3 separate regions of the Zea mays genome follow, and regions 2 and 3 are each linked to region 1. A link is a contact called in public Hi-C data. All regions are on one chromosome and are shown on one strand. Each heading gives the region's core, a stretch centred on a gene start, on an enhancer-like site or on the middle of the called end of the contact. The rest is flanking DNA. Distances are from core to core; before and after follow the strand shown.

The links. Hi-C and Micro-C count contacts between places; a contact is called where the count stands out from the background.
Region 2: a contact with region 1 is called in a Hi-C map of tassel, with 2.3 times the contacts expected there. The contact joins the promoter of LOC541869 here to the promoter of LOC103625902 in region 1. A contact is called at or near these places in 4 of 25 Hi-C or Micro-C datasets (ear, leaf, tassel and 1 more).
Region 3: a Hi-C map of leaf shows a contact between it and region 1, with 6 times the contacts expected there. The contact joins the promoter of LOC541772 here to the promoter of LOC103625902 in region 1. A contact is called at or near these places in 5 of 25 Hi-C or Micro-C datasets (bundle sheath, ear, leaf and 1 more) and 1 of 3 datasets of contacts at active chromatin or transcription factors (seedling).

Annotation. Positions count from the first base shown.
Region 1 is chr5:8,685,246-8,689,097 of Zm-B73-REFERENCE-NAM-5.0, reverse strand. LOC103625902 (E3 ubiquitin-protein ligase HOS1) reads right to left here and starts at 1,667. Exons shown (of 10, transcript XM_008646299.4): 1 at 1,446-1,667; 2 at 127-517; 3 at 1-50. The coding sequence starts at 1,448.
Region 2 is chr5:8,452,640-8,456,491 of Zm-B73-REFERENCE-NAM-5.0, reverse strand. It overlaps LOC541869 (40S ribosomal protein S10, mitochondrial-like), which reads right to left and starts at 1,750. Exons shown (of 2, transcript NM_001111537.3): 1 at 1,445-1,750. It overlaps MIR166f (microRNA MIR166f), which reads right to left and starts at 3,149; the gene lies at 3,072-3,149.
Region 3 is chr5:8,540,226-8,544,077 of Zm-B73-REFERENCE-NAM-5.0, reverse strand. It overlaps LOC541772, which reads left to right and starts at 1,809. Exons shown (of 21, transcript NM_001348117.1): 1 at 1,809-2,096; 2 at 3,528-3,667; 3 at 3,790-3,844. The coding sequence starts at 1,875.

The DNA.
Region 1 (3,852 bases), core at 418-2,917:
AAGTGGATCACTTGACACAGCATTCTCATCCAAACAAACATCTGTGATATCTGGTGAATATGTTAAGAAAATAACAGAAAGAAGATGTGATATAGAAATGCATAAGCAGCCTCCTGAAGAGGATACAGTGGCAAATAAGGGAAGTAAGATTGTTCTGTACTGCAACATCGAACAATGAATGCAGCTGCTGGACATCCATGCTAACTGGATTGCCATGGTCTTCCTTTTCCTGAAACCTTTCATCGTGCTGCTTAGAAATAAGGCCCTCTTCCAGGCACTTGTAGTAAAGACGTAGCTGAACCCTGTTTCCATTGTCCGGTATTGGACTCCTGCAAATTGGGCAGACGTCGCATCTTTGGCTGCATTCAGCACATAATGAGGCATGGCCACATGAGTTAAGCACATGATGCACATAGCGGCCACAGCTACTCAAGTCTCTAGTTGCACGGCAGCGCTCAATTCTGGCCTCCTTGCATAGCTCAATGAGATCAATGGATGCCAACTGCTCCAAAGCATTCTGCCAACGGCCCAACAGAAATAGTCTTTTCAGCAACTAATATCAAAAATTTACTCCATATAGACAACATTTTATCACTTGATTTGAGGCCACATGGGGCTCACTCAAATACCAAAAAAATACTTGTATTTCGTAGCCGCTAAACTATAATTGACGCCATGGAAACTGCTAAATGGGGGGTACAAAAGAAGAAGAAAAAATGCTACAGTTACTTAAGCTCACAGACGAGTTGTGCACGCAGCCGCGCACACACAAACAAAGGTTTGTCATGATTTGAATCTCATACACCTCTAGTCCTCTACTTTCAAGTATGGGCTCTTATGTGCGTATTTCTGTTGGACTGCAGAATAAAGAACATATGGGGTAGGTGCCTTGCCTCCAGAACATAAACTAGCCCCTTCAAACAAGGTTCCGTCCTCCCAAAAGAGAATGAAATGCAGGAACAAAAGAACTTGCTGCATTCAAAAAATCAATTCCTATATAAATTATTTACTCAAAAGTTTAATGAGGGAATGAATAGTATCTTAAAATCCAGGGTGCCCTAGAGCAATTCTACCCTGGCTATCGGAGTTTCACGGGTTAAATTAACGTTTACTCGTTTTGTAGCAAGAATAGAATATTTTTATCTGAACCAAATTGCTACAACCAATTAAATGCCCTGAAATGTGCCGAAATAAAACCCAGACTTCCTGCAGCTAGCAAGCAGCTCATGAGTTTTTTTAGGCAAAAAGAATCAAAGTTAGTAGGTATAATTCATGTATACGCTTCCAAGTAGTTCAGGTCCCATTACAAATAATCAACTAGCTTAGGTTAGGTTTAAACCGAGCAGCAGAAAGTGAATCGAAGGGGCGGGCCAAATAGCTTAGGTTACGCTTTGGGTGCTGCTCGGTTTCGCGCAGCAGGAAGGGAAGAAAAGAGGCGGGCATACCATTTGTTGGGTGCTTGTTGCTGGAGAAGGTGCCGACTAAGACGGACCTGGGTATCTGGCGTAAGGCGGTGGCGGTGGCGGCGCCGGTCGTCGCGCTTAGAGAAAGGGAGGGAGGGAGACTGGGAGAGCACGCGCGGGGAACGAATAACCCAGTGTGGGGCTGGCCGGTCCAAGGGGTACAGCAACGCCGCAACTGCACGGGCCTTCTGCTGGACATGGGCCGTTAATTGTTCAGACATTTTTTGCAGATTTTAATTATTTTTTCCTTCTAGTTTTTTAGGCTAGTTTGAGAAATTCATTTTCCAAAGAAATTCCTATTTTTCAAGAAAAAATAAACTAAATTCTTTTGAAAAATGGAAATCACTTGTAACACCCACTTTGTAATCTGCTAGAAAGAATACCAATAGAGAAAACGATTTCTCCTTATGTGGGTTTAACCTGTGTGCATCATCACCTGTGAACACCATGTCCAAGAACAATTAATAAAAAGATATGCTACTAAATCCTTGCATCATGCTGAATATTTTATTTGTGGTGTGCATTTTGCAACAAGAAAATATTAAAGACCAAAAAGGGAAAATTAAATCCTAAAAGAAATTGTAGAATCTAGAAAAAGAGAAGAAAATAAGAATTTTGGGGATAAAAATAAGTGAATAAAAATATATTGGTCATCCACTCAAAGCTTGAATTTGTACACTTGACACAATGTCGAAATTTGTATTCAAAAATTCAAATTTGAATTCAAAATAGTTAAGAACAAAAGAAAACAAGAAAAGAATAAATAGAAAAGGGAAAAGAGCTTACCTGGGCCAACAAACCTGTTTTCGGCCCACTTCTAATTCCATACCGCGCGGCCCATCTGGCCGGGCTCCCGCACGCGCGCGCCCTTGCGCTCACTGGCAGGTGGGCCAGGGTTGGCGGCGCTCACCGTTGGGTGGACCGAGTCGCTGACCGGCTGGGCCTCCTTGTCAGCGAGTTCTTCTCCACCCGCCGCGACGCAAACGAGACCGAGTCCGTCGCCGGGGAAATAGGTGTGGGCTGTTGCGCCGCGCGCTAACTCCGCATCTCCCTAACTCCACGTCGCCGATTCTTCATAAGCGGACCGAGACCCTCCCCAGCTCGGAACCTCAAGGGTGGTTGCGCGCTAGGTTTGCTTCGCCCGCAGCCGCGAGGAGGGAGAAAGGAAGAGCACCGTCGCCGTCAGGACTCCTCCGCGCCTGCCGTCGGCCGTTGGGCGAATTCGCGGGGTGGGCGGGAGCCTTGGACCCGGGCGCGCGTCTTCATTGCCGAACCGAGCTTCGGGGGTACTCGGAGACCCCGGAATTGCTCATCGACGGACACCATCTCCGCCGCGCCGTGGACAGGGTCTGGCGTGGCATCACCCTGGTAAGATTCCTCCGCCCTGGGCCCGCCACCATCCCAATTTCATTTTGTGCCAACTAATTTAGCAATCGGCGCATCGTGGGGGCGGATTGAGCTACTCCGGTCATGGCGCTTCGCCGTGGTTAGTGCGCTGTCGTGGGCAAGCTCTGACCATGGCGGATTCGTGGGATTTGTGGCACCGGCAAGTTCGCCCTCAGACCCTTTACGCGTAGCACCTAGCCAGACTTGATTCAATGCGCCTGGGCCTCGTGACGCCTGCGCTCCGGCGAGCTCTGCCGCAAGAAGGGGGGCGAGCGCCGCCGTAACCTGTGCTGGGTGAGGGAGAAGGCTGGTGACCGTTTGATCTTTGTTGGATGGCTAGGATTAGGCCGAGCCATACCGAGTCAGGGTGGGGACGTGAGCCGTAGATCCATAATCTGATGGGTGCGAAGCGATCTCGGTTATTTAGATTTTGGACCGTCGGATCCGGATCGTGTGGTCCCGTGCGCGTACCGATTCGCGGATGCCATGACCTAATCTAGTACGTTCGCTTCGAATCGGGCGGCCAGGATTAAAAGGTACCCCTTCGGCCCGGCCTTTTTGCGTAAGAGCCCCCTGGTAATCAGATAATGAACCCACGGTCCATACTGGGCTGTTCTCTGTGTCTGCAGAACGTTTCACCGAGCCCCCTGCGTTTCACATGATTTGAGGCCCGGTCCTGAGATCATTTAATTTGAGTAAATGAAATAGAAAATGGGTTTTTAATATGAAAATAATTGCTAGAACTTCAATAATTCATAGAAAATTCATGCTAACTCCAAATCACTCCATTCCAGTTCCTAAAATTTTATAATTTTATTCTCTATCACCTAGAGCCTCTGTTATGTCATGAAATCAGTAGGGAATTTATTTATCACTTAATCCTGTTTAAAACACATAAAACCTTTGAAAATTCATAACTAAAATTCTATAACTCCAAAAATTATGATTCCTGTTCCTAGGATTTTATTTTAATGTGTATATTAATTCTGTGTATTTTGTTCAC
Region 2 (3,852 bases), core at 501-3,000, 230 kb after region 1:
GGTTAGCACCCAGAGGCCAACGGAGCGGCAGCTTTGGGATATATGAAATAAAAATCATTACCTGAAACAGATCATCAGTCATCACTGCTAGTTTTTATGAAATAAAAATCAGTCTCCGTAGCAATATGATCTACGAAAACGAAACAGACATGCTACTATTGCTGTGATGTGATCTGAGATGACAGACTAGATCGGGGCCATCTCAATTATCGCATTTTTTAGCTCGGCATTTTGGAAAAATAAAATTGGCGCTAACCTCTACAGATTTTGATACGTAGCAATAGCCTATCACGGCGCTGCCCGGCTTTGGAGACCGGGAAGGGAGGACAAGCCACGAGAGACGACTGGATGAGGGGCTGGGACTTCTGGAGCCGTGGAGAGACGACGGCTGCCGGCGAGGTGGAGGGACGGCGGCGAGGTTGAGGGATGGCGGCTGCTGGCGTCCTGGCGCGTCTGCCGTCAGCGCGTGGGCGACAGGGCGAGGGTGACACCGCAACCTGGCTGGGAATCAGCCGAACAGGAGAAGCCGGAAGCTAGCCTAGCCAACGGCCCAGTGCGTGGGATTTGGGAATCGGAGAGATGGGCAGACAGCAGATGGCTGACGGCTGGGACTGCCACTGGGCCGAGTGGCCGAGGCCTGAATGGGAGGACCCGGGCCTGACTGTGACAGAGTTGAACTGACCTCGGTCTTATTTCTGGAAAAAAAATCGACATAAATAGGGATGACAATTTAATCCGTAAATTCGAAACCCAAAGGATACCTAAATATGCGTATGGGCGAGGCCGCAAGGGACGACGGGTCGACGATGGAGGATTGCTTGGGTGAGGGGCTGCAAGTTGGAACCTGTGCAGAGACGACAGCTGCCGTCGAGGTAGAGGGACGGTGGCTGCTGGTGGTCGCCGTCAGCCCCGTGGATCTAGGGATGGAAAGGGTCGAATTCGGATTGGGTGTAGTAAATATATATTTATGACCATACTTGAGAGGATTACTCATACCTACTCGCGACTATACCCGCATCGTAAAATTTTATACATGTACCTGTCAACCTGTACCCGTCAGCTATCGAGCCAGTATCTGGTACCCCGTCACGTATCGAGAGGGTATTTGATACCCGCCGGTACAGTTTTTACGTGTACAAACAGTGAATGGGTCATGATCCGTATCAGTTAGTCAGTAAACTGAAGTTAGATTCCTTTAGATAGAGGACCAGAGATCTCTACTACTACTGCTACACAAAAGAATGTTTCCATCTTATTGTTACCAGAACGTTGCACACTCGTACAAATCTACCAAAGCAGCGACCTAAGCTATCAATCAGCAGCACACCGACATGTACAAGATCATCGCAATCGTCATCAGTTCATCACACAAGACGCAGGTGATTCGGATTTGGTTTATAGCACATTAGCATCAGGAGTAGCAGCAGCACGCACTGATACTTACAGTTGAGTCGAGGCAGCAGGCAGGGGACGGCGGCGCCGACGGTCCTCGATTCCAGGCGGTGGAGGTGGGGTGGCGTCGGAGGCCCTGGATTCCAGGCGGTGGAGACCGCGTGCAGCTGGAGATGGGGAAGGGTCGAGCCGCCGCGAGCACCGTCGAGGGATAGGGCTGAGCTCCTGTGGCCGAAGGTCCTGGGTGCAGAGCAGACAGCAGAGAGCAGAGAGCACGCCGCCGGGCGCGTGGGTGTGGGGGTGGGTGGGGCCTGAGGAGCCGCGCCGCGTGAGCCAAGAGCCCGAGACTCGGCGACGGCCACTCGGGAGCTCGTGGTCGTGGGCTCATGGCGGCCGGGATTAGGGTTAGAAAATAGATGGGCCGGAAGGGAGTCCGGATGTGTCCTCGGGCTGATTTAGACCTCTTTTGATTAAAGCGGCTAATTGTTAGTCTCTAGTTTTTAGTTTTATTTTTGTTTTGTCAAAAGAAAGACTAAAGTACAGATTGATTGGTTTTAGCCTCTAGTCCTTCAAAGAAAACTTTTTCCACTGGCGCCATACACAGGAACAAGGTAAGGGATATTTAGTGCCTTTAATGTGTTCAGAATCAATTTAATCCATGTAACCAAATAGAGTATCACTAAAGTTTAGTCTCTGGACTAAAGTTTAGTCTTAAGACTAACGGAACCAAACGGGACATGATATATTTCGGATATCCGACGGATATCTAAACCTGCAGGCAAAATTGTCATCGCTACTTCTAGGACATACGTTATCTAGTATTAGGCTATCTTCAGCAGCTCTCCTAACTCATCATTTATTTCAAACTCTATCATGCAAAGAGTGTTGTCTACAGTTTAAAATTGTGTTTTACACAACCATATTCACAATACGCTCGACACATTCTAGAAAACGCACACAACATACAGTGTTTTGTCTCTATGAATTGCCGCTGGCTTTATTCCGAAGCGCCACACGTAATAAGAAAGTCCTTCAGCTTCAACACGTTTCAGCTTCAACACGTACGACGGTCTTTAGTCCTGTTGGTCCTCCCTGTGTCCGTCTTCTAAGACGCCTTCCCTCCCTGTTTGTCCACTCCACACCAGTAGCAGAGTAGCTCTCCGGGCTCCGGCAGCAGCGTCAGCGTTCATGGCAGACACCCGCGGGCAGACTAGATGACTAGATGAGCACTGGATGGAATAGAGAACATCTCTTTCTGAGTCCTCTCTGGGTTCGTCTTCCTCGCTATGCTATTGCACGGTTCAAGTGCATGGGTATCTAATCTAACTACAACAAGACTGCAAGAGTAGTGCATGGTATCTCAACTCAAGTGTGAACCGGACGATCTTCCCTTGCAGGTATTCATCTGCTTGCAGCGGCAATGCTCATCCATCGATGTCCACCCGCCATTGTTCAGACCTCAGACATGTGAAGAAGACGCTGGACAAACAGCATGCAGCGCTGCTCATTTCAAAAAAAAAAAAAACAATCCTTGAGGGACAGCATGCTTACCTGACTTGCTGACGAGAACATGGACGCCTGACCTGCAAGGCTCAGCCTTGGCCGCGCAGGTGTTTGCTGATCAAACCACTGCGCGCACTGGAAGCTCGCGGCTCGCTGCCGTTTCCATGGTGAATCGTGGGGAATGAAGCCTGGTCCGAAGCCGCGGCGGTAGCGCAGCAGCAGCCGTGGCTTGTTCGGACCGGACGTCATTCCCCTCGACAGCCATGAAGCTACCGCAGACTCGACGACGCTGCAGCTGAGCACAACAAACCACCCGGACGGAAGAGGACGTCATGTACGCACGCGCGAAACTGCCATGTCTCGTGTAATGTAGTAAGCACCAAGCGCAACTCCTAAATACGCAGCGGCGGGGGAGGAGGAGGAGGAGGAGGAGGAAGAGGACGCCGAGAGCCGGACGCGACAGCAGAGATCATCAGATGCTATTCTATTTCGCGTCGCTTTCTTTCCGGGCCTGCACGCACAGTCGACAGCGCGATCTGGTACGCGCGCGGCAAAGCGACGGCCCGCGACCCGGCGGTGGATCGTCCGTCCGCTGCTGTGGCTGTGGCGGGGGGGACGGACGTGGCGACGGGTCCGGTCCGGTCCGGCGCCAAAGCGATTCGAGTGGCAAAGCGCGGTGGCTTTTGCCCCCCGCTTGAGACGGGAAAGCTAGGGGCGGGGGAGGCTCGTTGAGCATCAGCGGAGGCAGAGGCACGAGGCGAGGCGAGGCGAGCCGATCGAATCCCGTCGGCGTCAGTCGTCACCACATGTTGTCAGGATTCCAAGCTTAAGGATGAAGCTACAGCGGGATGCCACGAAGCAGGTCTCCGTTGCTTTGGTGCCTTTTCTTTTTCGTTTCAAGTTATTACAGTACTTATTAGATATGCATCTGGTTTCGTTAGTTGAAGCCCTCTCGCT
Region 3 (3,852 bases), core at 560-3,059, 150 kb after region 1:
GTTATTATATATGTTGTCTCCTTTGGCGCATGTATGAGATGCACCCGGCTTTGTTCCTTAAAGCCCGAGTGTGACAAGCAGCTTCTCCAAAGTCTGTGGAGGCTTTCTAGCAAAATATTGGGCAGTAGGTCTTGGACGAAGCCCCTTGATCATGGCCTCAATGACAATTTCATTGGGCACTGTAGGCGCTTGTGCTCTCAGGCGCAAGAACCTTCAGACATATGCTTGGAGATACTCCTTGTGGTCTTGCGTGCATTGAAACAAAGCTTGAGCTGTAACTGGCTTCGTCTGAAAGCTCTGGAAACTTGTTACCAGCATATCCTTAAGCTTCTGCCATGAAGTAATAGTTCATGGCCGAAGAGAGGAATACCACGTTTGGGCCACATTCTTGACTGCCATGACGAAAGACTTGGTCATGACAGCTGCATTGCCTCCGTATGAAGATATAATTGCTTCGTAGCTCATCAAAAACTGCTTCGGGTCTGAATGCCCATCATACATCGGAAGCTGAGGTGGCTTATACGATGGGGGCCATGAGATAGCCTGCAGTTCTGTTGCCAAGGGAGAAGCATCGTCAAAAGTAAAGGTACCACGATTAAAATCATCATACCATCCATCATCATCGAACAAGCCTTCTTGATGAAGCTCCCTGTGTTGGGGCCTTCGTTCTTGCTCATCTTGAACAAGATGGCGTACTTCTTCAATGGCTTCGTCAATCTGCCTCTGAAGGTCGGCTAGTTGGGCCATCTTCTCCTTCTTCCTTTGTACTTGTTGATGAAGCATCTCCGTGTTTCTGATTTCTTGGTCCAACTCGTCCTCCTGTGGTGTTGGACTAGTGGCTTTCCTCTTCTGACTTCGGGCCTCTCGAAGAGAAAGGGTTTCTTGATTTGGGTCCAGCGGCAGTAGTGCCGCAGCCCCTGTCACTGAAGCTTTCTTCGGTGGCATGAGGAAGGTCAATGCTTGCCGAAGGTGGTCGAAAAGGATTCACCGGAGGTGGGCGCCAATGTTGGGGACTTGTTTTCAAATGCTATGATTTAAGAACAAGGCAACACAAAAAATAGGTTAATGGTTAATGCCCTTCGTCCTTCGAAGCATTATTTCGCTAAGGATATAACGATCTTCGGACGAAGGTTATGAAGGACATACCTTCGTCATCACAATATGCACTAACGAAAGAAGAAGCGTATAAAGCATGAGAAATAACATGAACAATTATATATTAACATTAGCTCATTTCTATTTTATTATCATGAAAAAATAGAAATGATGTTAAATTACAAATGTACCTTCGGTTTGAAAGAAGGTAAAAGTACAAGCGTGACGCAAAGGCAAAATGACAAGTCAGCGTGAACAGTACGGGACACTGTTCATCTATTTATAGACACGGGACGCAGCCCATGTAAAATTACACTTATGCCCTTTACATTTGCTAATGACCGTATAGTAATCCATCGAGGTCTGAATAGTCTTTTCCCTTTTAAGTCGGTTCCCCTTTCTGATATCACGCCGAAGGTCCCCTGCGCATAGCTTCAGCTCTGCGCCAACCTTTGTACTTCTTCATGTTGTGGTTCTGATCCGAGTCCGAAGATACCTGTTCATGTATTATACTCTAGAAACGTTGTTAAATTATGTTTTTGAGGACCTTCGGAAGACGAAGGCCTCCAACAATTGAAAAGATAGAAAGTGTAAATAACTCTATAAATGATAATTTAGATAGTGAAATTTAGACGTAGCTTGAGATGCTCTTAACCTCTCTTTACGCTTGGAAAGGAAACTTTCCAAAACACCCCTTGGCATTCTCCATCTCCACTCCCACAGCCTCTCTGGTCTCTCCGGCGCCTCGACTGCGAGACCCACCGCGACGCCCCACCGATATGGCGACAGCCGGTGGCGCCGCACCGGCGGCAATGGACGAGAAGGCGCGGCGCACGCGCGACCTCCTTGCTAGCTTCTACAACACCGACCCGTCCGCGGCCGCCGGGGGTGCCGCGGCCCCCGCGTTCCTGGCGCGCCCGTCCCCTACCGCCGCGCCCGCATCGCCCCTCGACTCAATCAACTCCACCTCCTTCGATCCCGACATCTACATGAATGTCCTGGTTCGTGCTTGTGTCTGATCCCCACTTCCTCCATCTTCCTGGTCTCTCAGATCCAGCTCCCTGCTTCTCGGTCGGATAGTATAGTTGGTCTGGACTAATCCCTGAATTTATTAGACTCTTTCTGGAATTGATCTGATTAGTGCACACCACATTTGTGTCGAGATCAACCGAGCCAAATTGTCATATCCTATGATGCTGTTTACTTATTTATGTATTCAAACACAGTCGGTTGTGGAATTTGTGTATATGCTGCTAAAATTTCTGATGTGCGTAACTCATGAAGTTGAGTTTTGATGAAATTTGTTCCTGTATCTTGTGATTATAAATGTAACTTATGTATTTAAACACAGCCAGTTCTGAAATTTGTGTATATGCTGCTAAAATTTCTGATGTGTGTAGATCACGGAGTTGAGTTTTGATGAAATTTGTTCCAGTATATCGTGATTATAAATTTTATTGTGCTCAGGAAATAGAACCCTCAAGAGACGATATCTGAAGCAGAGAGCTACATAATTCTATCAGTTTTTACATAGCTAGCTTGCTGCATCACTACACTGTTGAATTTTCCATGCAAGTCTATTTTTTTAACTAAGTCCTCAATCAAATTTATTTTAACTAGACTGTGTTCAAAAAATTATTTTAACTAGGAGCATTCCCATGCTGCATAAGTATCCTTGGAGTTTGAGATCTTGACACATGACTGATATTTATCAGAAAGATTAAATTTATTGCCATGCTACTTATGTAGTTAGAGTTAGACTACTTGTTACAGTAGCATTACCTTTTTATAGTTTCAGTTTCAGTTTACTCATATAGTTTGCTTATGCTACATAATTAACACTGGTATTACCTTTTTATATTGTCACTTTTCTGTTACGTAGCTTACTGGCATTCAGATAATATGAAATTTAGCATGACCTACCACTCAAATGACCTTTTATGCATATATTTGTTGCGTGGCTTGCCATTTTCACTTGAATGGCTTGAGTTATTCACACTGTTCCATACTTGGATTGCTGCAAATGGTTTTATAAGAAAGTTGAAATGGGTTTGACCCTTTTTCTGTATGGACCTGGGATATTTTTGGTTTGTGCTTTCAACTAACCTTGTTAAATGATTGGCTAGCTGGAACTTTGTTCAATTTTTTTTTCCTAATTACCGCTGACTTGACTAAGGTTTGGTTAAAACAATGTATTCGATGTGATCAAAGGACTATAGGCTTCCCAGAATTTCAGACATTTAAAGAGAGGCTTTTACTGAAAAATTTGCTAGATTTTTTGGGCCCAAACTACATACCTCTAATATGCTATTGCTAGTGTAATATCGTTTGTTGAAAGCGTAAATTAGTATGCCATAATACCATGTTTAGTTTGTTAGTCCTGATACCTAAGAGTAGGATGCTCACTACTTACGTGGTTTACTGGTTTTCAGGTGCAACAATCCAATCTGGAAGGTCTTCTACAAAGGCATGTGAAGATGGCTACTGAGATCAAGAACCTAGACACAGATTTACAGATGCTAGTGTATGAGAATTATAACAAGTTTATTAGTGCAACTGACACTATAAAAAGGTGATGCTATTTCCTTACTGATAGTTCAGACTTCTCCTTCTGTTAATGAGTTCGATGTACTAATGCTATTATTTTCTATAGTTGTAACATGTATTGCTATGTATCTTTGATTTTTTTCACAGGATGAAGACTAACATTGTTGGAATGGAGGCAAATATGGAGCAGCTCCTTACAAAGGTATGCAT